6 separate regions of the Mus musculus genome follow, and regions 2, 3, 4, 5 and 6 are each linked to region 1. Evidence: chromatin contacts called from public Hi-C, HiChIP or PLAC-seq and promoter capture Hi-C data. All regions are on one chromosome and are shown on one strand. The core of a region is the stretch at or near the end of the contact, and the rest is flanking DNA. Distances in the headings are between cores, read along the strand shown. Region 1 holds the start of Usp2 (ubiquitin specific peptidase 2). Region 2 holds the start of Vps11 (VPS11, CORVET/HOPS core subunit). Region 3 holds the start of Rps25 (ribosomal protein S25). Region 4 holds the start of Hmbs (hydroxymethylbilane synthase). Region 5 holds the start of Hyou1 (hypoxia up-regulated 1). Region 6 has its middle 4.6 kb from the start of Bcl9l.

What was found. Promoter capture Hi-C pulls out the DNA fragments that hold promoters and counts their contacts. Hi-C and Micro-C count contacts between places; a contact is called where the count stands out from the background. HiChIP or PLAC-seq counts read pairs in DNA pulled down with a chosen protein or histone mark. Capture Hi-C pulls out chosen DNA fragments and counts their contacts.
Region 2: a contact with region 1 is called in a promoter capture Hi-C map of neural stem cells. The contact joins the promoter of Vps11 here to the promoter of Usp2 in region 1. A contact is called at or near these places in 3 of 39 promoter capture datasets (3T3-L1-derived adipocytes, embryonic stem cells and neural stem cells), 8 of 115 datasets of contacts at active chromatin or transcription factors (the SCID.adh cell line, T-cell acute lymphoblastic leukemia, embryonic stem cells and 5 more) and 2 of 9 other capture datasets (adipose tissue and liver).
Region 3: a promoter capture Hi-C map of liver shows a contact between it and region 1. The contact joins the promoter of Rps25 here to the promoter of Usp2 in region 1. A contact is called at or near these places in 9 of 39 promoter capture datasets (the 3T3-L1 cell line, 3T3-L1-derived adipocytes, the C10 cell line and 5 more), 2 of 484 Hi-C or Micro-C datasets (liver and pro-B cells), 10 of 115 datasets of contacts at active chromatin or transcription factors (the 230-238 cell line, T-cell acute lymphoblastic leukemia, bone marrow-derived macrophages and 6 more) and 3 of 9 other capture datasets (adipose tissue, liver and pancreatic islet).
Region 4: a contact with region 1 is called in a Hi-C map of regulatory T cells, with 4 times the contacts expected there. The contact joins the promoter of Hmbs here to the promoter of Usp2 in region 1. A contact is called at or near these places in 1 of 39 promoter capture datasets (neural stem cells), 1 of 15 datasets of contacts at CTCF or cohesin (embryonic stem cells), 2 of 484 Hi-C or Micro-C datasets (Sertoli cells and regulatory T cells), 11 of 115 datasets of contacts at active chromatin or transcription factors (the NIH/3T3 cell line, embryonic hindbrain, embryonic midbrain and 7 more) and 4 of 9 other capture datasets (adipose tissue, embryonic stem cells, liver and 1 more).
Region 5: a contact with region 1 is called in an H3K27ac HiChIP or PLAC-seq map of embryonic stem cells, with 9 read pairs. The contact joins the promoter of Hyou1 here to the promoter of Usp2 in region 1. A contact is called at or near these places in 9 of 39 promoter capture datasets (the 3T3-L1 cell line, the HPC-7 cell line, HPC-7-derived erythroid cells and 5 more), 2 of 484 Hi-C or Micro-C datasets (liver and pro-B cells), 9 of 115 datasets of contacts at active chromatin or transcription factors (the 230-238 cell line, T-cell acute lymphoblastic leukemia, embryonic stem cells and 6 more) and 2 of 9 other capture datasets (adipose tissue and liver).
Region 6: a contact with region 1 is called in a promoter capture Hi-C map of pre-B cells, with 3 times the contacts expected there. The contact joins the enhancer-like site here to the promoter of Usp2 in region 1. A contact is called at or near these places in 2 of 39 promoter capture datasets (liver and pre-B cells), 1 of 484 Hi-C or Micro-C datasets (cardiomyocytes), 2 of 115 datasets of contacts at active chromatin or transcription factors (bone marrow-derived macrophages and embryonic stem cells) and 2 of 9 other capture datasets (adipose tissue and embryonic stem cells).

What each region holds. Positions count from the first base shown.
Region 1 is chr9:44,065,265-44,068,991 of GRCm38.p6, reverse strand. It overlaps Usp2 (ubiquitin specific peptidase 2), which reads right to left and starts at 1,971. Exons shown (of 13, transcript NM_198092.2): 1 at 1,772-1,971. Gm39325 (a long non-coding RNA gene) reads left to right here. Exons shown (of 3, transcript XR_870690.2): 3 at 1,761-2,667.
Region 2 is chr9:44,360,393-44,364,001 of GRCm38.p6, reverse strand. Vps11 (VPS11, CORVET/HOPS core subunit) reads left to right here and starts at 2,332. Exons shown (of 16, transcript NM_027889.2): 1 at 2,332-2,557. The coding sequence starts at 2,371.
Region 3 is chr9:44,405,709-44,409,284 of GRCm38.p6, reverse strand. It overlaps Rps25 (ribosomal protein S25), which reads right to left and starts at 1,571. Exons shown (of 5, transcript NM_024266.3): 1 at 1,528-1,571; 2 at 1,202-1,297; 3 at 416-599. The coding sequence starts at 1,530. It overlaps Trappc4 (trafficking protein particle complex 4), which reads left to right and starts at 1,737. Exons shown (of 5, transcript NM_021789.2): 1 at 1,737-2,158; 2 at 2,307-2,481. The coding sequence starts at 1,984.
Region 4 is chr9:44,340,171-44,344,267 of GRCm38.p6, reverse strand. It overlaps Hmbs (hydroxymethylbilane synthase), which reads left to right and starts at 1,887. Exons shown (of 14, transcript NM_001110251.1): 1 at 1,887-2,047; 2 at 2,197-2,250; 3 at 2,570-2,642; 4 at 3,004-3,053; 5 at 3,137-3,192; 6 at 3,503-3,580. The coding sequence starts at 2,215.
Region 5 is chr9:44,377,646-44,381,373 of GRCm38.p6, reverse strand. It overlaps Hyou1 (hypoxia up-regulated 1), which reads right to left and starts at 1,884. Exons shown (of 26, transcript NM_021395.4): 1 at 1,779-1,884; 2 at 764-861; 3 at 465-558; 4 at 242-320; 5 at 1-120. The coding sequence starts at 854.
Region 6 is chr9:44,492,690-44,496,366 of GRCm38.p6, reverse strand. It overlaps a transcript of Bcl9l not described here. Among named protein-coding and RNA genes, the nearest start is that of Bcl9l, 4.6 kb to the left of the region's middle. Within about 2 kb of position 2,001, at least 151 of the 459 cell types and tissues checked have an H3K27ac peak or open chromatin away from gene starts, as enhancers often do. A contact at or near this core is called in bone marrow-derived macrophages, cardiomyocytes and pre-B cells, where this site is marked.

The sequences.
Region 1 (3,727 bases), core at 722-3,221:
TGTAGGTCTAGGCCTGAATTCTTACTCTTTCCTGTATTGGATCTAAGATAGCTTGTGAGGATACTCAGGTCTCTGAATCTTAGCTATGTAGTTTGTAAAACATGAATAATAGAACTAGCATGGTGACACATGCCTTTATCCCAGCACTTGGGAGACAGAAACAGGCAGATCTCTGAGTTCAAGGACAGCCTGGTCTACAAAGCAGATAGCCAGGGCTACACAAAGAAACTCTGTCTCAACAAAACCAAACACAAACAAACAAAAAACCACAAAGGAACAAACAAACAAACAAAACCCATGAATAACAACAGTCGTGACTATGTCTCACAATGGTGAGGATAAAATAATAGTTTTAAGTCTCCTCGAACATAGCAAGAGTACAACAAACGACAAGCTTATTGGCCGTGTTCACTGTCAAGTCACTAATGTTAGTTGTAGCAGGCAACCCTAGAAGAAAAAGGCCTTGGGCCACCTTTCAGGAAACTGCTGATGGCAAATAATATTCCTGCAGTTTTCTGAAACAATCCACGTCCCCCAAATGGAAAGGTCAGACAGACTTTGCCACTTTCCCAAGGCGACAGGCCAAGCCTACTTGGGCTCCTTTCCCCTTTGCTCAGAAAAAAAAAAAAAAAATCAAGTGTGGCTTCCTTGGGCTGCCAGGGAATGTTTGGCTCCAGAGGAGCAGTTCCAGTCTACCTGTTGGAGGGCTCAGGGTTCCAGGGTGTCAAAGGCAGGCTGGACAGGGTCATGAGAGGACCATCGTTCTGGCCTCGGTGCACCTGTCTGCTCCCAAGAGGAATCTTCTGCTTCTTGATGGCTCTCCCTGGAGACTGGAAGGCCCGAGGGCTGGTGCCTCCACCCTGTCTCAGCACAAGGTACTGACTCAGACTGGGTCCTGGTGATGCACTTTGGAGGACGCCCTCATTCCAATCCTCATTCCAGAGCGGCATGCGCCTACAGCATCAAAGAGTAGGGGACATCCCCCACCCCAGGCCATCCATCAGTTCTCCATGCCTCTTGTTTTGTGGTTTGATGTGTGTGTGTGTGTGTGTGTGTGTGTGTGTGTGTGTGTGTGTGTGCAAGCTTATATGCCCGTGTTTGGGGGAGATAAGCAACCCCTACTAGAATCTTCAACTCAACTTCATTCTCAAAAGCTCTGGGGTTAAGAGCTAGGAGTTCTCTTTTCTCTGGAGAGCTAGAAACGGTTGACCAGGACTCCCCTAGGCAAGTTGCATGTCAGAGAACATTGCATGGCTGCTTTTGCTTTGGGATTGGTGAGAATTTCAAAGTTGCCTCTTTCTGATTTGGGATTGGTGGAAAATTTTTCCCTTCCGCTTAACTGCTAGCTTCCCCTAAGCCCCTTCCCCCGCTTTGGAAAACTGACCAAGAGATAGCCCCGGGATGTTTAACAACAGGGAGGTTGTTAGCTGCACACACACGTGGGGAGAGGGGGGTGTCAGGGTCCAGGGGTCATTCTCGGGCTACACAACACACAGGGCGGGGAGACCTGTACCCGCGGTTACAGTGTTTCCTCAGAACACATTGATCAGCACACAGATGGCTCTTCCTGGCACCCCGAGCTGGCAGCTGGCAGCCCCTCTCATACACTGGCACCCACAGCTGGAGTCTCCCCCTCCACACATCTGGCCCTCGCCCTACATTTCTCACGTCCAGACTGCCCAGGCTGCCTTTGACACCCTACTTTCCGAGTCTCAAAGCTGGTACTGACCCTGGCTTTTTCCTTCCCCGACCTGCGACAGGTGGCACGTACCTGCCTCTTCTCGGAGGATGGACGAGTCGAACCGGGCACAAGCATGGAGCTGCGGATGAGTCCTGGCTGGTACTGGCGCGGCGCAGCGAGCAGTGGCTGACGCAGAGGGCTCCCTGGCCTCGCTCGGTGCCTGCCCGCCTCTCCCCCACCTCCGCCGGGGGCCCAGAAAGGACCTCCCCGGGAAATCGGCGCCACCCAGCGGGCAGCAGCCTCATTGCGCCCGGGCCGGCCAAACCACACCCCGCGTTTGCGTCACTGATATACGTCATGGCTATTGGCTTGTTCCTATTGTTGCGTCAGTAGAGCCCCGCCCGGCGCGCATCTCCCAGGTAACCGGGTATATACAGAGAACCACGTGGAGAAAAAGCACGCCTGTTTGGAGCCGGTGGCGCAAGGAAAGAAGTGGACTGGAATCTGATAGGTCCTGGCGCTGGGAAGACTGAGACAGAGGGTCACTTCACGGGAAAAGGCAACATTCCAGCTTTCAGATCTTAGAGAAGGCTTTCCTACCGGGCTGGGAATGTTCTATTCCATAGACTCTTTTTCTGCCTACTTTTTTATTTTATTTATTTATATTTAAAAATGCATTTATTTAAACAACCATGTATATCTCATAGCAATATTTATAGAGCCCCATAGGTCAATCAATCAGGTAAAAAAAGATTATGTCCATTCAACACACTATCAACGTACATGACTATTCAAGTGACGCATTCTATGGGCTACTTATTAAGTACATTACTAGACATGGTGATAAGTACTTTGCATATATTAGCTTTCTCATTTAATCTTTTTAATGGTCCTGTAAAAGAACCACTATAGTCATCTATTGCACAATGTAGCTGAAGCCTAGGGAGACCATGTTCAAGTGGTAAATAAATGTCAAGTGTCTTGTACATGTCTACTAATGCAGTTCGCTTAGGTGACTACTGGGAGGACTTAGCCCAAGAAAGGATAGCATTTCATCTAAGCTATCAGGTTTAGAATAAGAAAAAAAGATGCAACTTGTATTTTAATTTTAAGCAAATGACTTTATTTTTAATCAATTAGTTATTGTGTGCAATGGTGCTTTGCTTGCATGTATGATTGATCCCCTGGAGGTGGAGTTACAGACAGTTGTAAGCTGCCATTTAGATTTTGGGAATTGAACCCTGGTCCTTTAGGAAGAGCTGACAGTGCTCTTAACTGCTGAGCCATCTATCCAGCCTGCAAACTTGACTTCTAAGAGTTATTTATTGTTAAATTAGATAACACCCCCTAAGAAAAATCAGAGTTATTCTTTTTTAAAAAATAATTTATTTTTATTTTATGTGCATTAGTGTTTGGCCTGTGTGTATGTCTGTGTGAAGGTATCAGACATTGGAGTTACAGACAGTTGTGAGCTGCCATGCGGTTGCTGGGAATTGAACCCAGGTCTTCTGGGAGAGCAGTCAGTGCTCTTAACCATTGAGCCATCCATCTCTTTAGCCCCTCTTTTTTTTTTTTTTTCCTCAAGGCAAGGTTTTTCTATGTAGTCCTGGAACTCACTCCATAGTCCAGGCTATCCTTGAATTCACAGAGATCCACCTGCCTCTGCACCAACTCACATGGTCTGAGCTCCAAATGTGCATGTGCACACAAACACATAAACAAAAATCATAAAAACAAAATACAACAAAAGTGAAATGCTAACCCTGTTAAGTTTCCTCTTAAAAAAAAAAGGGCCAGGGCAAATCTTGATATATTTTCCCCCTCTTGATTATTTTTTTAAATTTTTATTTAAAAATTAAAAAAAAAGATTTATGTATATGAGTACTCTATCTGCATATACACCTACGTGCCAGAAGAGGGCATCAGATCCCATTACAGATGTGGTTGCTGGGAACTGAACTCAGGACCTCTGGAAAAGTAGCCAGTGCCCTTAACCACTGAGCCATCTTTCCAGCCTGTTCCCACTTGGCTCTTATACCCCACCCT
Region 2 (3,609 bases), core at 1,083-3,582, 290 kb before region 1:
ACCCTTTTGGGCATTTAGTACAGTTCCAGTAGTGGGTAGTACAGAAAATGTATTTGTGGAGAAGTGAAAAGCAAACTAGTAGGTGGAGAGAGGAGCTGTGGGTGGCTCTGGTAGGCCAGTTTGTGCCTTAGTGTCACGCATCAATAAGACCCTATAGGTACAGGTAGGGCCGGATGCAGACATCAGAGGAAGAAAGACTGCCATGTGGCAGTGGCAGGAGGAGGAGCACGAGGTGGCATGCTTGCATATGCTATTCTCTCTTATTTTGTTTGAAGACAAGATCTCATTATGTATCCCTGACTTGCCTGGCATCACAGTACTTGTTGAGAGCATGTTTGGAGGTTCTAGCAGGGGAGGTCAGCTACTTGTATGTTTGAACTGAGAAATGGTCCTCCTCTGTCCTGGAAGGACAGGGTCTTCGACAGAACATGCTACAGGAAGGCCACAGTCACACACAGAGTGGTGAGAGAAGGGACATCTGCCTAGATAACAAAATTCACTAAATCAGTCTCAGTGAACAAGATGTCACCTTGATATCATTGTCACTTTCTTCACAATGCTTCTTTTGACACAAACTTCATGGTTCCCCCTGACACACAAACAGGACACAGGACACAGAGCTGTTTCTACACAGAGCCGGTTGGACAGCTATGGAAGACCTTGACTTATTAAAATCACTCTACTCTCAAAGCTGCCACTCCCTGGTCTTTGCTTGCCTCTTCCTCTATAGGAAGGATAAGAAGGTTAACAGGGTCTTAGGAGTTGCATTTTGCACCTCAGCAAACATGGATTGGGTGTATGAGAAGTTATACACTCTGAAGCAGAACAGAATATAATACACAAGGTTGATTCAAACTGTGTCGGGGGCAGGACCAAACTTTTTTTAAATTTTTTCCAGCAGTTGAAAAACCGGTTTCATATACTTGCTTTCTTCCATTTATGACCTAAAATATCTCTGACAGGTTTAAAAACAAACAAACAAACTTAAGCACAGCAAGCTAGAATTCACAAAATGTGTGAAATCCTCATCAGTGACTGAGCATTTTATTGATTTGTCTGTCCCCCATTGTCACCACAAACAAACAAAAACCTCAAGACTTTCTTGGTTAGAGTAAACTTTCTGACTGGTATACAGTGGTGGATTTTCTATAGAGATCTGCACAGAAAGTACATACTGTCCATCTAGCTGCTTCTTTTTTGTTTTTGTTTTTGTTTTTGTTTTTTTCGAGACAGTGTTTCTCTGTGTAGCCCTGGCTGTCCTGGAACTCACTCTGTCTGTAGACCAGGCTGGTCTCGAACTCAGAAATCTGCCTGTCTCTGCCTCCCAAGTGCTGGGATTAAAGGCGTGCGCCACCACCACCCGGCTCTAGTTGCTTCTTGATAGCATAATTTTACTTATAAAGTTTTGTTTAGTATTATATCTAAGTACACTGTAGCTGTCTTCAGACACACCAGAAGAGGGCATCAGATCCCATTACAGATGGTTGTGAGCCACCATGTGGTTGCTAGGATTTGAACTCGGGACTTTCAGAAGAGCAGTCAGTGCTCTTAACCGCTGAGCTATCTCTTCAGCCCTATAAAGTTTTTTTTGTTTTGTTTTGTTTTTTTAATTTATTTATTATATGTAAGTACACTGTAGCTGTCTTCAGACACACCAGAAGAGGGCGTCAGATCTTATTACAGATGGTTGTGAGCCACCATGTGGTTGCTGGGAATTGAACTCGGGACCTTTGGAAGAGCAGTCAGTGCTCTTAACCTCTGAGCCATCTCTCCAGCCCTTGTTTTGTTTTTTTAAGATATATTTATTTACCCAATGTATATGAGTACACTATAGCTGTCTTCTCACACACCAGAAGAGGGCGTCAGATCTCATTACAGATGGTTGTGAGCCACCATGTGGTTGCTGGGAATTGAACTCAGGACCTCTGGAAGAGCAGTCGGTGCTCTTAACCACTGAGCCATCTCTCCAGCCCCCTATAAAGTTTTATACATCTAAAAAGCTTTGGATTTGATCGGGCAGTCTATTAACTACTTTTAAAAAGGTGGCACTTAATTACAGCTTTATTTTGCAAAATTAAAAAGCTGATGAATTAGATAGCTTCCCAAAACATTATTCTCTGCATCGAACAGAGTATTGAGTTTTGAGACACCGCCTCTCTGTGGAGGGCATGCGGACCTCGAATCGCGCCACCACTCTCTTGAAGGACGTTGTCAGTCCTAACAAGATCAAAAGAGCATTAAGGAGCTACGGAGCACGCCCCACCTCTCAGTCCCGAGCAGCAAGCCTTTTGTGCGCATGCTCCCCACTGTCACATGACTCGCCTTTCGGTTCACGTGATTTCGCTTCCGGAGGCGGGGGCCTTCGGCAAGATGGCGGCCTACCTGCAGTGGCGGCGTTTCGTTTTCTTCGAGAAGGAGCTGGTGAAGGAGCCGCTGGGTAATGATGGGGCTGCTCCCGGTGCCGCGCCTGTGTCGGGATCCGCTGCTTCCAAGTTCCTTTGCCTCCCTCCTGGCATCACTGTCTGCGACTCAGGCCGCGGGAGCCTGGTCTTTGGAGATATCCTTCTTTCGGAGGTGTTTCTTTCCTCAGCGCACGCCGGACGAGTTTCTACAGCGAATGCAATCTGTCAGTGGCGTTTTGCGTGCTCGCAGTTAGACGCGAGCCCAGATGTCTTTTGTGGGCTGATGGGAGAAAGAAGGAAGTTCATTTTCTCACTTGTCAACTGAGCAGTCCTGAGCAAGTCATTTAACTCTCGGCTTCAGGTTCCTTTACTGGAAAAAGGTTGTTAATGCCAGTTTGACAAAGGTTAAGATCGGCCCCCTCGCAAATAGACGCAACTTGCCTTTAAAATATGTGTGTGTGTGTGTGTGTGTGTGTGTGTGTGTTTGATTGTGAGTGTGTGTGAGGTGTTACAGTCCCTGTCTAATATTGTAGGCGAGGAGGTAGATAGATAAGGACTTTGTTTGCTTTGTTCACGAGCTATGAGCTATGTGGGGAAGCCCTTGGGATGTACAGTCAGACCCCAGCTGAGGTCTCAAGCCACTGGTAGTTACAAACTACATAGGGGCTACTTTTTCCTTTCAGAGACGCTCATTCCTCAACTTAAGATAGGTTTACATCCAGGCAGATCCATCATAAATGGAAAGTTATACAAGCCAAAAATGCATTTATCTTGCCTAGTCTACCAGTCTAAATAGCAACAGAGTACACTATAACTATACTATATCAATGTTCCCTTCTGATTCCATTGCTGACCGGGAGCTAAATGTGCCCAGCATCACAAGAGAGTATCTTTTTCAACATCTTGGACAGGGTCTCAATGTGTAGACTAGGCTGGTCTTGAACTCACGCCCATCTCTTGGCTCCAGATCACTGGGATTAAGGGCTATCCTCAAAGGAGTATCTTACCCATATTACTAGCTCTGGAAACTTGTCAATTATGCTTTCTTCTTACATGCTCTGCCCCTCAGCCCTCAAAGTAGAATTTCTGCTGCTTGTCACTTTTGTAGGATTGTAAATTAAAAGTTGCTAAGTCAGTGACAACACACTGATCATACTTTTAATTTTTAAATAAGGTGCAGTAAGAAATTAGCAACAATAATACTAAA
Region 3 (3,576 bases), core at 322-2,821, 340 kb before region 1:
GCACTCGGGAGGCAGAGGCGGGCAGATTTCTTAATTCAAGGCCAGCCTGGTCTACAGAGTGAGTTCCAGGACAGCCAGGGCTACACAGAGGAAACCCTGTCTCGAAAAACAAAAAAACAAACAAACAAAAAAAATCCCACCAGAGGCAGGAGAATAATTTGCCCGGACAACAAAGTGAGATGGCATTCCAAAATAACAAGGCAAGGTGGTACTCTGGACTTTAATCCCAATTAACGGAGAAGCAATAAATAAATAAATAAAAAGGGCCAGGAATTCAAGGACTGCAAAGGAATGCAGGACACTGAAGTTACTAAAACTTAAGACTCTGGAAGTCAGTCTATCCTTCATAAGTCTTTCCAGTCATACTGCTCCCAACAAGACAATGCACTGGTAAGAACAAGGGCACATCACCTACCTTTACTAAGGAGCTCCTGAAGGGCTGCCCTGGCCAAGGAACCGCGAATCTTCAGTCTCTCAGAGACCACGGCTGGAGTAATAAGCTTATAGTTCGGAACCTCCTTACAGAGCTTGTCGTATGTCGCTTTGTCGAACAGGACAAGATTGTTCAACTTGTCCCGAACTTTGCCTTTGGACCACTTCTGCTCATCAAAACAAATGAGAACCAGTCAGAACCATCCCTTTGCTCCCTAACATCAAGCATCTGAGAAAGCTCTGTCACGATCATCTCAGGGAAATTAGAGACTTCTTGGCTTATTGCATTGGCAACTTTGGAGTCGCTATCAGATACCCTGAAGACCAGACATATGCCTTACAGTTCATAGCAGTAGCAAAACTATTAAGTAGCAACAACAAAAATAATTTCATAAAAAAAAAAATAATTTCATGAGCTGGGCAGTGGTGGCACATGCCTTTAATCCCAGCACTCGGGAGGCCGAGGCAGGCAGATTTCTAAGTTCGAGGCCAGCCTGGTCTACAGAGTGAGTTCAGGACAGTCAGGGCTATTCAGAGAAACCCATCTTGAAAAAACAAATAGTAATTTCACAGCTGGTGGTCAAAAGGGGAACCATCTTAAAAGGGTCGTAACATTAATAAGGTTTAATACCATTACTTTATAAAAGTATTACACCACTGTATTCTTAAAGTGACTATGTGATTTTAGAATTCGGTATCTGGGGAAAAACTTACAGCACAAGTTCACGACAGGTCCCACAGATTCCCATTACAAATAGCTATCGCCTACCTTCTTCTTGGCCTTGCCACCAGATTTATTTACTGGGTCTTTATCCTTTTTGGCCGACTTTCCGGCATCTTTCTTCTTCTTGTCGTCTTTGGGAGGCTAGGGGAAGAAAGCGGGAGTGCAGGCCAGTCACATGGTGGTCCCATGCACCCCGATCGCAGCCCTTCACCCACCCAGGCGCCGCCGCCGGAGCACATGGACACGATGGCGGCAGCCGCCCGGAGAGGCAGGCCCGCGGGTCACGAAGCAGTCCGTGTAGGGTCGCCTCCACCTCCCCCCAGCACCGCCCGATCCTCTGAACCCCACTGCTCAACCCTCGCGGGCCTTACCATGGCGAAGCTCAGAGAGTCGTGTAGACCACAGCAGCCTCGCTAAGATGTCGGAAAAAAAGGAAGCCCGGTGGCCCAACAATCCCAGAAACCTCTGCCTCGAGAGAGTACTTCCGGGGCAATGGGTGGAGCCACGTCTTGGCTAAACTCCGCCTCTTGTGGGATGGGATAGGGGGCGTGACTTCCAACCTGCAAACTCTGAGACTGGTCGTAAAATTGCTGCACTTTGCTGCGGGTCACCCAACAGCCACTAATTCTCTGCTCTGTCACTGAGAAATACAGTAGGCCAGTTCCCAGAAATGTGTTTGTTAAAGCAATGGGGGCCTTGGCTTGCGCGTGCGCTTTAGGAGGGGGGAGGGCCGCAGGAGGGAGAGCAGAGGCGAGGCTATGACACCAGTTCCGGGACTGGAGCGCCTGGAAGGGGCGGGATCGTAGTACCCTATCCGTAGCACAGTGATGGCGATTTTTAGCGTGTACGTGGTGAACAAAGCCGGCGGCCTGATTTACCAGTGGGACAGCTATTCGCCACGGGCTGAGGCTGAGAAGACTTTCAGTTACCCGCTGGACCTGCTGCTGAAACTGCACGACGAACGCGTGCTGGTCGCTTTCGGCCAGCGCGACGGCATCCGGGGTGGGCCGGGCTCGAGGGCGGGGCTGGCGCTGCGGAAGTGGGCTGGTGCGGGGTGGGAGTGGGAGTGAGAGTGAAAGAATGGGAGTGGGAGTAAGCGGGGCGGGGAGTGGCCCGGGCCATCTCTGATCCTTAGCCACTCTTCTTGTAGTGGGCCATGCAGTGTTGGCCATCAATGGCATGGACGTGAATGGCAAGTACACGGCTGACGGGAAAGAAGTGCTGGAGTATCTGGGTAACCCTGCGAATTACCCGGTTTCCATCCGATTCGGCCGGCCCCGCCTTACCTCTAACGAGAAGCTTATGCTGGCCTCGATGTTCCACTCGTAAGTTTCCCTACCCCTTTTAAACATTTCCTCCCCTGACTAGTGCATCTGTCTCTAGGCCGGCTAAAGTGTTTCTTTGTGTACTTAAAGAGGTACAATTACTGTGTACCTCTTTAAGTGGCTGAACTCTTTTTATGAAGAAATGTCAACTATAGCCAGGTTTGAGGTAGTTTGATTTTTGCCCAGTCAGGTCTTGTCCTCTTGACCCTAGTTTCTTCATCATTAACATAAGGTAATTGAATTTTTGAAAAAAAAAAATTTGGGGGGGATAGGGTTTCTCTTCAACTTCTGTATTAGGGTTTTACTGCTGTGAACAGACACCATGACCAAGGCAAGTCTTATAAAAAACATTTAATTGGGGCTGGCTTACAGGTTCAGAGGTTCAGTCCATTATCATCAAGGTGAGAGCATGGCAGTATCCAGGCAGGCATGACGCAGGAGGAGCTGAGAGTTCTATGTCTTAATCCAAAGGCTGCTAGTGGAAGACTAGGTTGTCTTGGAACTCACTCTGTAGACCAGCCTAGCCTCAAACTCAGAGATCCACTTCTCTCTGCCTTCCAAGCGCTGGGTTTAAAGGCGTGTGCCAATCACCACCACCACCACTTAATTAGATAATTAAATTAAGTGGACATTGAAATTCTTTCTGTAGCCGGGCGTGGCGCATGCCTTTGATCCCAGCACTTGGGAGGCAGAGGCAGGCGGATTTCTAAGTTTGAGGCCAGCCTGGTCTATAAGGGTGAGTTCCAGGACAGCCATGGCTACACAGAGAAACCCTGTCTCAAAAAAAAAAAAAAAAAAAAGAGAAAGAAAGAAAGTCTTCCTGTGACTGCCTGTAGTGTAAGGTGTGTTGACATAGCAGTAGCCATGAACTAATAAGGTACGTATTCCGTAGCATGTTGGCTTTAGCTAACACGTTTAGTATAACATGTTTCAGTTTGGGGCTGAAGAAATGGTTTGGTGTTTGCTGTTCTTGCAGAGAGCTAGCATCCACATGGTGGCTCACAACCAACTCCTATTGGAAGGGACGTGATGGCTTCTTCTGGCTTCCATAGTCACCAGGCACATATGTGGTACACATGCATCCATGCAGGCAAA
Region 4 (4,097 bases), core at 638-3,137, 280 kb before region 1:
CGAAGAGGCTGGCTATGTCGCAATCCTAATTCCCGCCCAGAGGAAGGCACCGCCCCGTTGAGGGAGGGCAGCGGACGTGACGCAGAGCTCAGCAGGTCCTGCAGCCGGAGTGAAGTGCGGGCTCGGGCCCCATGTGCCTTCAGTCCCGGCCGGCCCAGGTCGCCGGCTTCTGCAGACACCAGGGGACCGCAGCGGCACTGCCGCGCCTGCGCCCTGGGCGGAGTCATGTCCGGTAACGGCGGCGCGGCCACAACCGCGGTGAGTTCTGAGCCGGTGACCGATGACCCGCACTTCTCGGGGCTTTCTGGGTGCAATGATTGGCCCCGGGTTGCCATGTTCTCGTCGTCTATTGGTCGGAATAGTTAGCTGTCATTTTCCCCCCCCCCCCAAGGTTTTTTTTAAAGGGCCAGTAACTAGGTTGCCCTAAGGCAGGGAAGGAGTGATCTCGAGCAGTGGGGGCGGGGTTGTGAGTGGAAAGGTGGTCCGCCCTGGGATTCCATCCCTGTAGGCTCTGGCTGGATCTCTGTTGTTCCCGGCCAGTAAAGGATTATACACAGACAAGATCCTTTTCACGAAGAAGGGGCTGAGGCAAATCCAGCTATCTCGGAATACGATCCACTTCATTCAGGGGAGAGCACACCCCACTTCTTAAAACTGTATACAAACATCTTGGAGGTTACACGCCTTCTCCCGTTCACCGTTATGAAGTCACCCAGCCTTAGCCACCCACAAAAGTCCTAGTAGAGACACACCTGAATTGCTATTGTGAGCGGGGGAACCCACCCCTGGGCCTTGTCATTTCTGGCCTGCCTGGAAAGTTCTGAACTTGTGGGCAGGCTGCCTGAGATAAGGCTGAGCTGGGAAGCCTGCTTATCTCCTGCCCAGGCAGTAAGCAGTAGTCTTGGCTATGAAAACATTTTTAGAGCACAGGGTTAGGGTAGGAAGGCCTGGATTTCAGCACCCACTTTCTGTCTGTTCATAGCTGTGAGATGTTTAGACAGTAATTTGACCACTCTGCATCTTTGCTTCTGTGACACGGGTGGAAGTACCTACCCTGTCTAACCTAGTAGGGTTGTTGCAAGGACAATATGCAGACACGGCTCAAATGCTGTTCTGGGTCAATTAATTAAAAAACAAATTGTTTGAACTTAGCAATTCCTTTCTATGGGCTCCCTGTTGTCCGAAATTTCTGTGTTATTTCAAGCCCAGCTAAATTGCAAAGGCTATCTCAGAGTCGTTTGTTGGAGGGATCTTCAGCAGTGGAGTAGACTGGAGTCCAAGAGCAAGTTTTCACCTTCAGTGACCAAGAACTTGAGTGTCTGGTTATAGAAGAACCTGTGAGATGAGGAACCTGGTGCAGGGAAGGGGGACAATCTGTACAGTGACTCCTGTCCCCTTTGTATCAGACTGCAGAACCCAGTTCTACCTGCTTGGCCCTAGACACCTTTATCCAAGGCGCCTTAACAAAAGAAAGAGGTGTGTCCTTTTGAGCTCTTGGCTCTGGCTTAAGACACCAGAGGAAGCCAGTAGGCAATGACTGTTAGGCAGTTTATTCTTGTAGTCTTCTGGGACTTCTTGAGGCATGAGGTGGCCTTTAATTTAACAAGCCCTTGATGGGATGATGTTCCCAAAGTCACCCAGCCAAGGGCATGAAAGGGCTGTACATTAGCTTGGTTGATTTCAGTCCTTGTTAGGAGTACATCCTGGTGGTACTAAGGGATGCTTAGTGACTCACCCAGGGCTTAGTGAGGCCTTCTCAAGTGCCTGAGTTGTTGTGGACAGTGAGCTTGTTCTCTAGCAATGGGAGGCTTCGGCTGTCCTGCCCCAGCTTCTGTAGGCCCCACCCTCCAGCAGGGCCCACCCTCACTGTGCCGAGGCTGATGGGCCTTATCATTTTGCCCACCTGGCTGTGTGCAGCCCTCCCACTCAGAACCTCCTTGGCCAGGCTGGGCTTTGGGGCTCAGTGTCCTGTTGCTGCTGCCACAACAGATCCTATTACAGCTTTTCCTCTGGTCTTGCTTCTCTGGATCCCGTAGGAGGGCAGAAGGTACCAAGGAAGATTCAAGGACCAGTCCTGGGAGTCTCTCCTTCCTAGCAGCCTCACCTGCCTAGGACCTGGGAGTCCTCTTTCCTAAGCCTGTGATCCTAGTTCTTTGAATGAGGAAAAGATCGTAACCTAGGGACTTTCTTCTGCAGGAAGAAAACGGCTCAAAGATGAGGGTGATTCGAGTGGGCACCCGTAAGAGCCAGGTGAGTACAGACATAGCGCGTTGTCTCAAGAATTGTAATGCTCACAGGGTCACTAGTGGGACCCAGAGACTCACAGGGTCACTAGTGGGACCCAAAGGCTAGCATTGAGCAAATAAGAGTGTGTGAGAGTCGATTTCATGGGGTACAGAAAAGAGAGTCTCTGGAGCAGGGAAATGATTGGGGTACAGAGAAGGGACTCTCAGGGCAGGCCTCATGTGAGAAGTCTAACCCCTTTCATTGCTTTCTTGGTCCATATGAGGGTCTGAGCCTGGGCCAGTGGCCAGGGGAGGTGAGAAACCATCTGACTCTCTTTCCCCAGCTGGCTCGCATACAGACCGACACTGTGGTGGCGATGCTGAAAGCCTTGTACCCTGGCATACAGTTTGAAATCAGTAAGTTTTCTTGAGAGGAGTGATTGGTAGTGAACGGGAAGCCAGTGAACCGGAGGACAGGGCATCTCTGGCTTTGCCTGTGGTCAAAGCCTGCCTTGTAAGACTATTCTGGCTGCTTGTGAAGGGAAAGAAAGATTGTCTCCTGTGCACATCTCCTCCAGCTGCCCGGGCTAGCCTGACATTTCATACTTTCTGCTTTGGGTTCTTTTATGAGTATGTCTGCTTTTTCTGTCGGTGTGTGTATCTGAGAGAGTAGGGGCTGGGTCTTCTATGCCTCAGACTCCACTGTGAATCCAGTCAAGGCCTGAACGAGGGGTGACTCAGTAGGTGTTAATGGGTATCTGATTGACTCTCTCCTCAGTTGCTATGTCCACCACGGGAGACAAGATTCTTGATACTGCACTCTCTAAGGTAACGCCAGTCCTTGTCCCCATTCTTCTTGTCCCTCTCCCACGTGTAAGGGGTTCACTCTGAGGCTCTCTCTTGCCTGGCAGATTGGAGAGAAGAGCCTGTTTACCAAGGAGCTAGAAAACGCCCTGGAAAAAAACGAGTGAGTGAGGATGGAGGAATGTGGTACCCCGAGCCTAGAACCCCAAAGTGGCTCCCCAATATTGGCAGGACTGTCGGGTTAGACTGTGGAGCTCACAGGCTTTCACAGAGGAGAGAGCCTTGCCTTGGAGTAGCCTAACTACCTGGGGAATCAGACTGTCTGGGGAAATGGGGTAGAGTAGTTGAGAAGAGACCAGGTCTTAGATCTTAAGATGCTATCTTCCTGAACGGTCAAGGATGCTGGGGTGGGTGGTGGAGGTAAGGTCACCTACTCAAAGCCTCTCTCTGTGTCCTCCCCATGTCGTCTCCAGAGTGGACCTGGTCGTTCACTCCCTGAAGGATGTGCCTACCATACTACCTCCTGGCTTTACTATTGGAGCCATCTGCAAGTAAGCGGGGAGGACATGCATGGGAGGGAGGGCCCTGGGCAGGATTAATCCTACTGTGGGAATCTTTGAGTTTTTTTTTTTGTTTTGTTTTGTTTTGTTTTTTTTTCCATTTGGAACTTGACCGCTTAGCCCTCTGTTTTGAAGGTTGTCAGACATAGTGTGGCAGGAAAGCCAATTGGTTGACTATTTAGAGTTTGTGGAGTTGGGCTCAGTGGCACGGACCTGAAATCCCAGCTACTGGGGAGGCTAAGACAGGATCAGAGATTCTGGGCCAGCCTGGGCTACAGAGGGATTTGAACCAGCCCGAGGAACTTAGATTGTGCCTTAGGGGCACCAGAAGGCTGGCTTACAGTGGCTTAGGTGGTAAAGGCATTTGCTGTCAAGCCAATGACCTGAGTTCAGTCCGTGGGGTGCACTTGGTGAAAGAAGAGGGTTGAATCCCACAAGTTGTCATCTGACTCATGCATACATGCTGTAGAATGTTTATGCTCCTCATCTCATCAATGAAAATGGAAAC
Region 5 (3,728 bases), core at 635-3,134, 310 kb before region 1:
GTCAACAATTAGCTCATGTTCTGGGAAACGGGACCGGTAAAGGGCCACATGAGGGTTATCCGCCTGTTTTCCAAGGAGGTGCTGGAAATAACGGAGCGTAGCCTTTGGGTTCTTGATGGCCTGAAAGGAGGAGACCCAGCCAATTCTTAGGCCCAAACCTACCTTACCTTGCCTCTACTTCATCCAGCTAGATAAAAGGCTAGCCTCTGAGGGAACGAATCTGGCTAGGGCTGTTACTCACCATGCCGGCTGCACTATCACCTAAAAACCTTTCATTTTCTTTCAAGGTCACAGTCACTGGAGTTTTCCTCCGAGATTCCCTAAGAAAAAGCAGCATTAGCCCAGCTGCCTGCAGCAGACTATGAAGCCAGACGCCACCAGATCTCATACGGGGGCTCAGCCATCACAGTCTGAAGTGGGCACTATAAATTATAAACACACCCCTGACCCAGATCTACTCTTACTTGTTCAATACAATCTCCATGGGCACTCCAGGCTTGACAATGGCCACCTTCATGGATTCACTGCCCAGGTCTACAGACATCACAGCCAATGTGTCTGAAGGGAAGACAGAATGTAGGTTTCTCTGTCAGTTCTCTGCTTCCCACACCCTCCTGCCTTCCTAAGGCAAATCAATGGAAGCAGCCTGCTTTCCATGGCAAAGACAAAGAAAAAGGCTAGATCCAGCAACCCCAAACTCGAGTAGGCACCTTGTGCCCTCTTATCCTTCCATTCTTCTTTAACACCTTAGCCAGGTACATACCGCTCAGTGCCAACAGGTCTGCCAAGAGGACAGCCACCAAGGCCCAACAGAGTAGCCTCCTTGGCCTCTGCCTTCTTACTGTGGCTGCCATTGTGACCCTAATGGGAAAGGAAAAACACTTGTAACTGGATGCTGAATGAAGAAGGAAACAGAACCACATCCCAGAACAGACAAGCTCAAAGATTCTTATCTGTTGCACTTTGGCAAAAAAGCACAGCAGCTCGACCTCTTCTCTTCCTTCCTGAGGAGTTTCAATCATTTTAAACATCCTCCCAAGTGTCTCACATTCGGGCCGAAGCAAAAGGGCCCTCCACCACTTACTTAGACAAATAAGAGTTGACCTTTTTTCGGTCTACGTACAGGTAAGCAATCGGCACACCACAGCACTGTACCTGTCAGACACCTGGAGCTTGGCCAGGACCCTCGAAATCGGCTCAAATACCTCACACCTGGGGTTCCCGGGTGGCCGGGAAAGCCAGGTTGAGCTTGGGCAGGAACTGGAAGGTGATGACGTTGGGGATGGCTGGCACAGAAGGGTTTGTCCCCTTCTCTGAATTCCCTGAGCATTGTCCAGCCCACCCTCCTTGCCCATCCCACTCCTGGGCCACGCTGCCTACGCAGACGTTGTGCAGGCTAAGGTTACAAGCCGGGTGGATGTTCACCTAAACCTCACCTGACGAAGGTGGAAGATCCCACTCCCAGAAATGGATTCAGGCCCACCCTGAGCGCGAGGGGGCAGCTCAGCGCCTGAACTTCAGGACCGAAGGGACCGGTGTCCGTGCGGCCCTCGCTCCGGCTACCGGCCCGCCCCCGAAGCTAGCACGCTGCCTCCCCTAGGAGCCGCGGCCCGACGGCTGCTCCATCCTCACCCCCGCTCCCTCTGGCCTTCAGCTCCTGTGTCCTTCGCTCCGGGATCAAGGCGGCGAGGACGTACCCACACGGCCAGCAGCACGACCCCAACCCCGGGCCCTTCACAACTCCCCTTCGTTTGCAAACTGTTACAGTGGCCACCAACCTCTCAGCGGCGTCTCGCGCACCAGCCGGCCCCGGACGCGGCGCACGCTCATTGGCGCCCCTGCCGCTCGGCCCTGCGCCGCGCACTTAGCACCGCCCACGAGACCCGGCGCGAGACCCCATTGGTCCACGTAGAAGACCCGCCCCTCTGCGGCCCCGCCCCTCGAGGACGCAGCTGGGCCTGAGTACCGGTTGGGACGAAACTGCCAGAGCTGGCTGCGGATTGGGCCACGTCACGGTTCGCGGCCGGGTTACTCCTCGCGGGACTTCTGCCAGCATCGGTGCCGGACGCTTCGATGCGGAACCCTAGCGGAACCCCGCGTGGGAGCAGGTGCTCTCGTGGATTGCGAAGTCCTTGGCCTTCTTCCGGTTACCTGGGGCATCCGCGCGACGGAATCATACTGAGCTGCATTCGCTGCGGCGACGCGGAAGAGGCGCATGCGTGTGCCCTGGACTTGGGCAAGATAACAGGGGACCACTCCAACTTTATGGGTTCATTGAAAAACCTAAGCCACAAGAATGATGTTCGCTGATGGGCCGGAGATAAACCGTGTTTGTGACGGATTGGCTTTAACTCTGAACCCCAATAGTACGAGAGACGATATTGCAAACTAAAAAATAAGACTTTAATTGGCTTGACCTTTGGTACCGTCATTGTTTCTTCTTAGGAATGGTTCAGGGCTGGGAAAATAGCTCAGAGATACAGCTCTTGTCTGGCGTAGTTAAGGCTCTGGATTCCATCAACAACACCGTTCAAAAATTAAGAAAAGAAATGAGTATTCGGGCTGGTGAAATGGCTCAGTGGGTAAGAGCACTGACTGCTCTTCCAAAGGTACGGAGTTCAATTCCCAGCAATCACATGGTGGGTGGCTCACAACCACCCATAATGAGATATGATGCCCTCCCTCTTCTAGTGTGTCTAAAGACAGTGTACTTACATATAATAATAAATAAATCTTTTTTTAAAAAATGAGTATTCATGTGATGTAAAGATTAGGAACGGACTGGTGGTGGTGGCCTTAATCTTAGCACTTGGGAGGCAGAGGCAAGCAGATCTCTACCTGCTTGAGGCCATCCTGGTCTACGGAGCAAGTTCCACAACAAACAACCAAGGCTACCCAGAGAAACTCTGTCTCAAAAACGAAACCAACCAAACACACACACTGCTACCCAGAGAAAAGATTTATAAATAAAAGTAAGTCCCCTGACACAACCTCCCACTCTTATCTGTAGCATGATATGTAACTTCCTGCTCATTATGATACACATATCTCTTTCTAGAAAAGTAACATTTTTCGAACAATAACAAAAAAAGCAATTATTTGCTATTTTTCAACTAAGAATTTTCTGTGTCAGTGGGATTTCCCTCGTTACTACTGTACAACATTGTGTACAACAGTGCATAATGTGGGCTTTATCTGCCAGTGATAGATGTGTAAGTTGTCGATTCTGTTGAGTTTCGCTTTTTTCATTTTGTGTGTGCTGTACACACATATGGCATTTGTGTTTGTGTGTGTGTGCTGAGTCCAGAAAAGAACATTAGATGTCCTGCTCTATCAATTTCTGCCTTATTTATTTTTTTAGACAGGGTCTCTCATGAAACATGGAGCTAGGCTGGTGCCCACCAAGCCCCAGTGAGTTTCCCTACTCCAACCTCAACAGCACTGTGATTACAAGTGCATAGGGCCTTTTAAAATGCGAATATTTTCCTCTGAACTCAGGTACTCAGGCTTGTGCAGGACACCCAACATCTCTCTAGTGCACTCCCCTTTTCTCTCCCTCTCTCCCTCTCACTTCCCCTCCTCCTTTCCCCCCTCTCCTGTTCCTTTTTTAAAAATATTTTTTTATTCATTCATTCATTTATATGAGTACACTGTAGCTGCCTTCAGACACACCAGAAGAGGTCATCAGATGGTTGTGAGCCACCATGTGGTTGCTGGGAATTGAACTC
Region 6 (3,677 bases), core at 752-3,251, 430 kb before region 1:
TGTGGTGGCTTACACCTTCAACCCGATCAACTCCGGAGGTAAAATGAGGCTGGCTTTCTCATTTGTAGGCTATCCCAGGCTACATACCAGATTCCGGGCCATCTAGGTCTGTGTAGTGAGATGCTATCACACACACACACACACACACACACACACACACGCAGATGTACACATGCAACAACTATGGTGACGACAACAACCAAAATACATTTCACTTCAAGGCCAATGATGTCATCAGTAAAATAAATACTTCATCGGAGAACCTATGCACTATGTCTGCGAGGCCAGGGAAACCCCGGGAACAGTGAGAAATGCTTGGGTGGGCCATGTCCCTCACGTGCAGTGAGCAGAGACATCTAGAGAAAAAAAATGTGGGATTCATAGGGAGCAGGTTCTGGGCCGAGGGAGATTCAGTTCCCAAGACAATGTCCCAAGTCCCCTTTCTCCTGGTGTCCCCTGGATCTCAGAAGCTTCCTTGTAGCACTCAGATAAGTTTCCCTGAGGTGGTGACTCAGCTAGGAGGTTGGGGATTCAGAACCTAGCTCAAAGAGAGGACCCAAGGTGTTATTTTAGTGGGGACCCTCTAGGTGGGGACTTCCAGGCTTGGGGGTGGGGTGGGGTCCTGCCCCCCTTCCTAGCTACAACTCCCCTCCCAGGAGTCCATGCAAATAAACCAGTTTTGCTTAGGAGGCTTCACCTGGGAGTTTCCAGCCTGCCCCACCTATAGCCCCAGGGTAAGGTCATACAATCCTAACCCTGCAGGACCGTCAAGTCTGCTGATCCTAGACCTTTGCAATGCAGGATCTTTAAACAGAATGCCTGTGGGAGATTAGTTCTACTCTTGCTGGACCACTGTCCCTCTGGAGCCTGTGGGGACAAATGGCCTTGCCAGGACAGGCCTAAGTTCACCTCACTTCTTTTGGCTCTTTCAGCCATTACCAGTGAGTCCAGACCTCAGGAAGTAATCATGCCCTGGCAGTAGGGTGCCCCCAAAAGACTGATGCCCAATCCCTAGTTACTCCCTCCCCCTAGGGAGAGGGGTGGGGAGGGGGGAGAGCACTAGGAAACAAGACAGGGCAGGAAGCCCAGGCAGGCAGCGGGCACTCTGGGCCAGGCACAAACAGCCAACACAGGAAACCACAGCCCACCCCCGCCCACCCCACCCGCCCAAGGCTCTGGGAGAGAGGAGTGCCTAGTACCCTGACTGAGGCCCGGGCCAGGGGTTAGCCCAGGGCAAATGAGGTGCTCAAAGGCCTCTAGGCCTCTCTAGGCCTCAGACCCCACCTGGGGAGGGGGAAGGAAGCCAAGCTGGCAGAGATGGGCTGCCTCTTTAAATCCACCGAAATCCTGAGCTGGGCCCAACCCAGCTCTGGTTTCACAGGAAGGAAAGGAGTGCAGAAGCCAGCGGAGCCAACGGTGGTGGCTGGAATTAGCCCCACCGCCCAGATATATCTGGACTGCACTGCCACCCTACTGGCACTTCCTGCCCCCTGGCACCTGTACTAGAGTGGGGGCAGGGGAGGGTCTAGGTGCTACCTCTTCCTGATGGGTGACCCCAGTGTCAGGAGGTGGCCTGCTGCTGTATGCACGTGGGTAAGGAATGACACCTCAAGCTTCCCTTCAACAGGGGAAAACTGAGCCAGGTAGCTTCCTGGGACCTTCACCTGGTCCGAGTCTCCCAAGGGGTTAATCTGGCCCCTATTTAGGGGGGGCATGGGTGACCGAGGAACCTCCTCCAAACTGCCTGGCTACTGGAAACAATGGGGCCATTGTGGGAGGAGTGGAGTGCGGGCAGGCTACTGGCACAGCCAGCGCACCACGGGTGGGACCTCGCCCAGAGACTGCCTGCCACACTCTGCTCTCTCCCCCAGGTACTGCCAGAGGCAGACACATCCTCCATCCCTTGCCTTGCCGGCCTGGCCCAAGCTCTTGGCACCGGCAGCACCTGAGTAGCCACGAGCTCCTCTGTCTACGTTGACATGCAGACAGCCATGACCCTCCAGGAAGCAGGGGCTTGTGGGCCAGGGCTAGTGGGGGTGGGGTGATGAGACAGGATGTGTGCCTGTGATCTCCTGCAGGGCAGACAGGAAGGCCAAACTGGGTTTCTAGTGTCAGTCCTGGCACCCTCGGGCAAGAAGGACTTACAGGACCTACAGGACAGTGAAAGCAGTGACAAGCAGGGTCCCCTGCTCTAAGGCCTCCTTTCTCACATCCACTCCATAAACTTTCCCGTGACAAGTTCTGTTGCCTACAGTAGCCTTGACCATGCATCCTGGCATGCATGGGGTTACAAAAGAATAATCTGTAGTTGGGCAGGGCGAGTGCCAGTCCCATGGAGCCTCTTCTAAACTGCTGAACCTTGTCCACCTCTTCATCCCTCTGAGCCTCGGTTCCCTCACAGGCAAAATCACAAAGTGAGGTCATTACCAGAAACTACCTAAAAATGTCTACGACACATTAGCCCTCAACCAAATCCCTTGGGCACCCTCTCTTTCCTGACATAGTTCCCAAGAACGCGGCATGTCAGGAAGGTGCATTTGTAATGAGAAGAACCATCTAGAGAGTTGCCTTGTGAGTATTCAGGCAAGCAGGGCTTATGGGCATCATCCCCGTGCAGAGAAGGCATGGCTTTCTCTGCACTCTGTGAAGAAGCTTGTTCACTCTACTAACAGGCATCCATCCTTGAGCACCCCTGAGCTCTCTGAGGGTCTCCGACCCAGAATGTGTGGATGCAGAGAGCAGCCATCTGAAGCTCCCTCAGCCTCAGGTCTTACCCAGGGGGGTAAGTGAAGGATACTTCTCTTTCAGTGATCTGCAGCCCTCCCCCAGTCTGACCCCTTTGGGAAACACATGCAGTGTGGAGCCATGGTACTCTCTAAAGAGAAGGTCTTAGATAGAAAGGGCAGCTGATACACAGAACTAGAGGGGAAGCCTGAGGACGAAGCCCTGCTCTTTTCTCAACCAGAAAGGGCAATACCTCTCAGGGTGGCCCCACAGAGCCCCAAAGGGTTAATAAGGTCCTAAAAATAACCCTGTTCCCAGCAGGACCCACTGATCAGAACCCTCTAGCCATCTGTCCCTGCTTTCTCCTGTTCACGTTGGAACATCTGAAACCGGCCCCAGAGCCCCAGCCCAATCCCAAAAATAGCCCCAGCCTGCCCAAGGAACAGGCAGGCCCAGAGGCTGGGCACAGGAGGCACGGCCAGCTTAACAGCTAAGCACCATGGTGCAGGCACATGAGCTCTCGTGAGCTCTCTCGCCTCCCGAGCCCATAGAAAAGAGGAAGTTCTCTCTGTCCCAGGAGGTGGTGGGCAGCACAGCTTCAGCCTCTAGCCCATCCCCCCTAGGCCAAGACAATGGAAGGTACCTGGTAGCCCAGCCCAGGCCTCAGACCCAGGACCCTGTTACTCCGTAATCCACAGAAGATCCTAATGACCTGCCGACATAGATTCTTCCTTCTTGTAGGCAACCCGGCCCTACCATCTACCTCGTGGTCCCTCACCCAGAAGTTCCCGCACTCCATCCCTACGATCCCAGTCCTAGCTCAGGACCTTTGTGAGTCCCAGTGGCTCACATGGACCCCTGCCCTGAGACACACTGGACTTTCTTCAACGCTCGCTCGCTCGTAGGTAGGGAAGGATTCCAGGGGTACCCCACTGGATCCCAGGGGTGCTGAC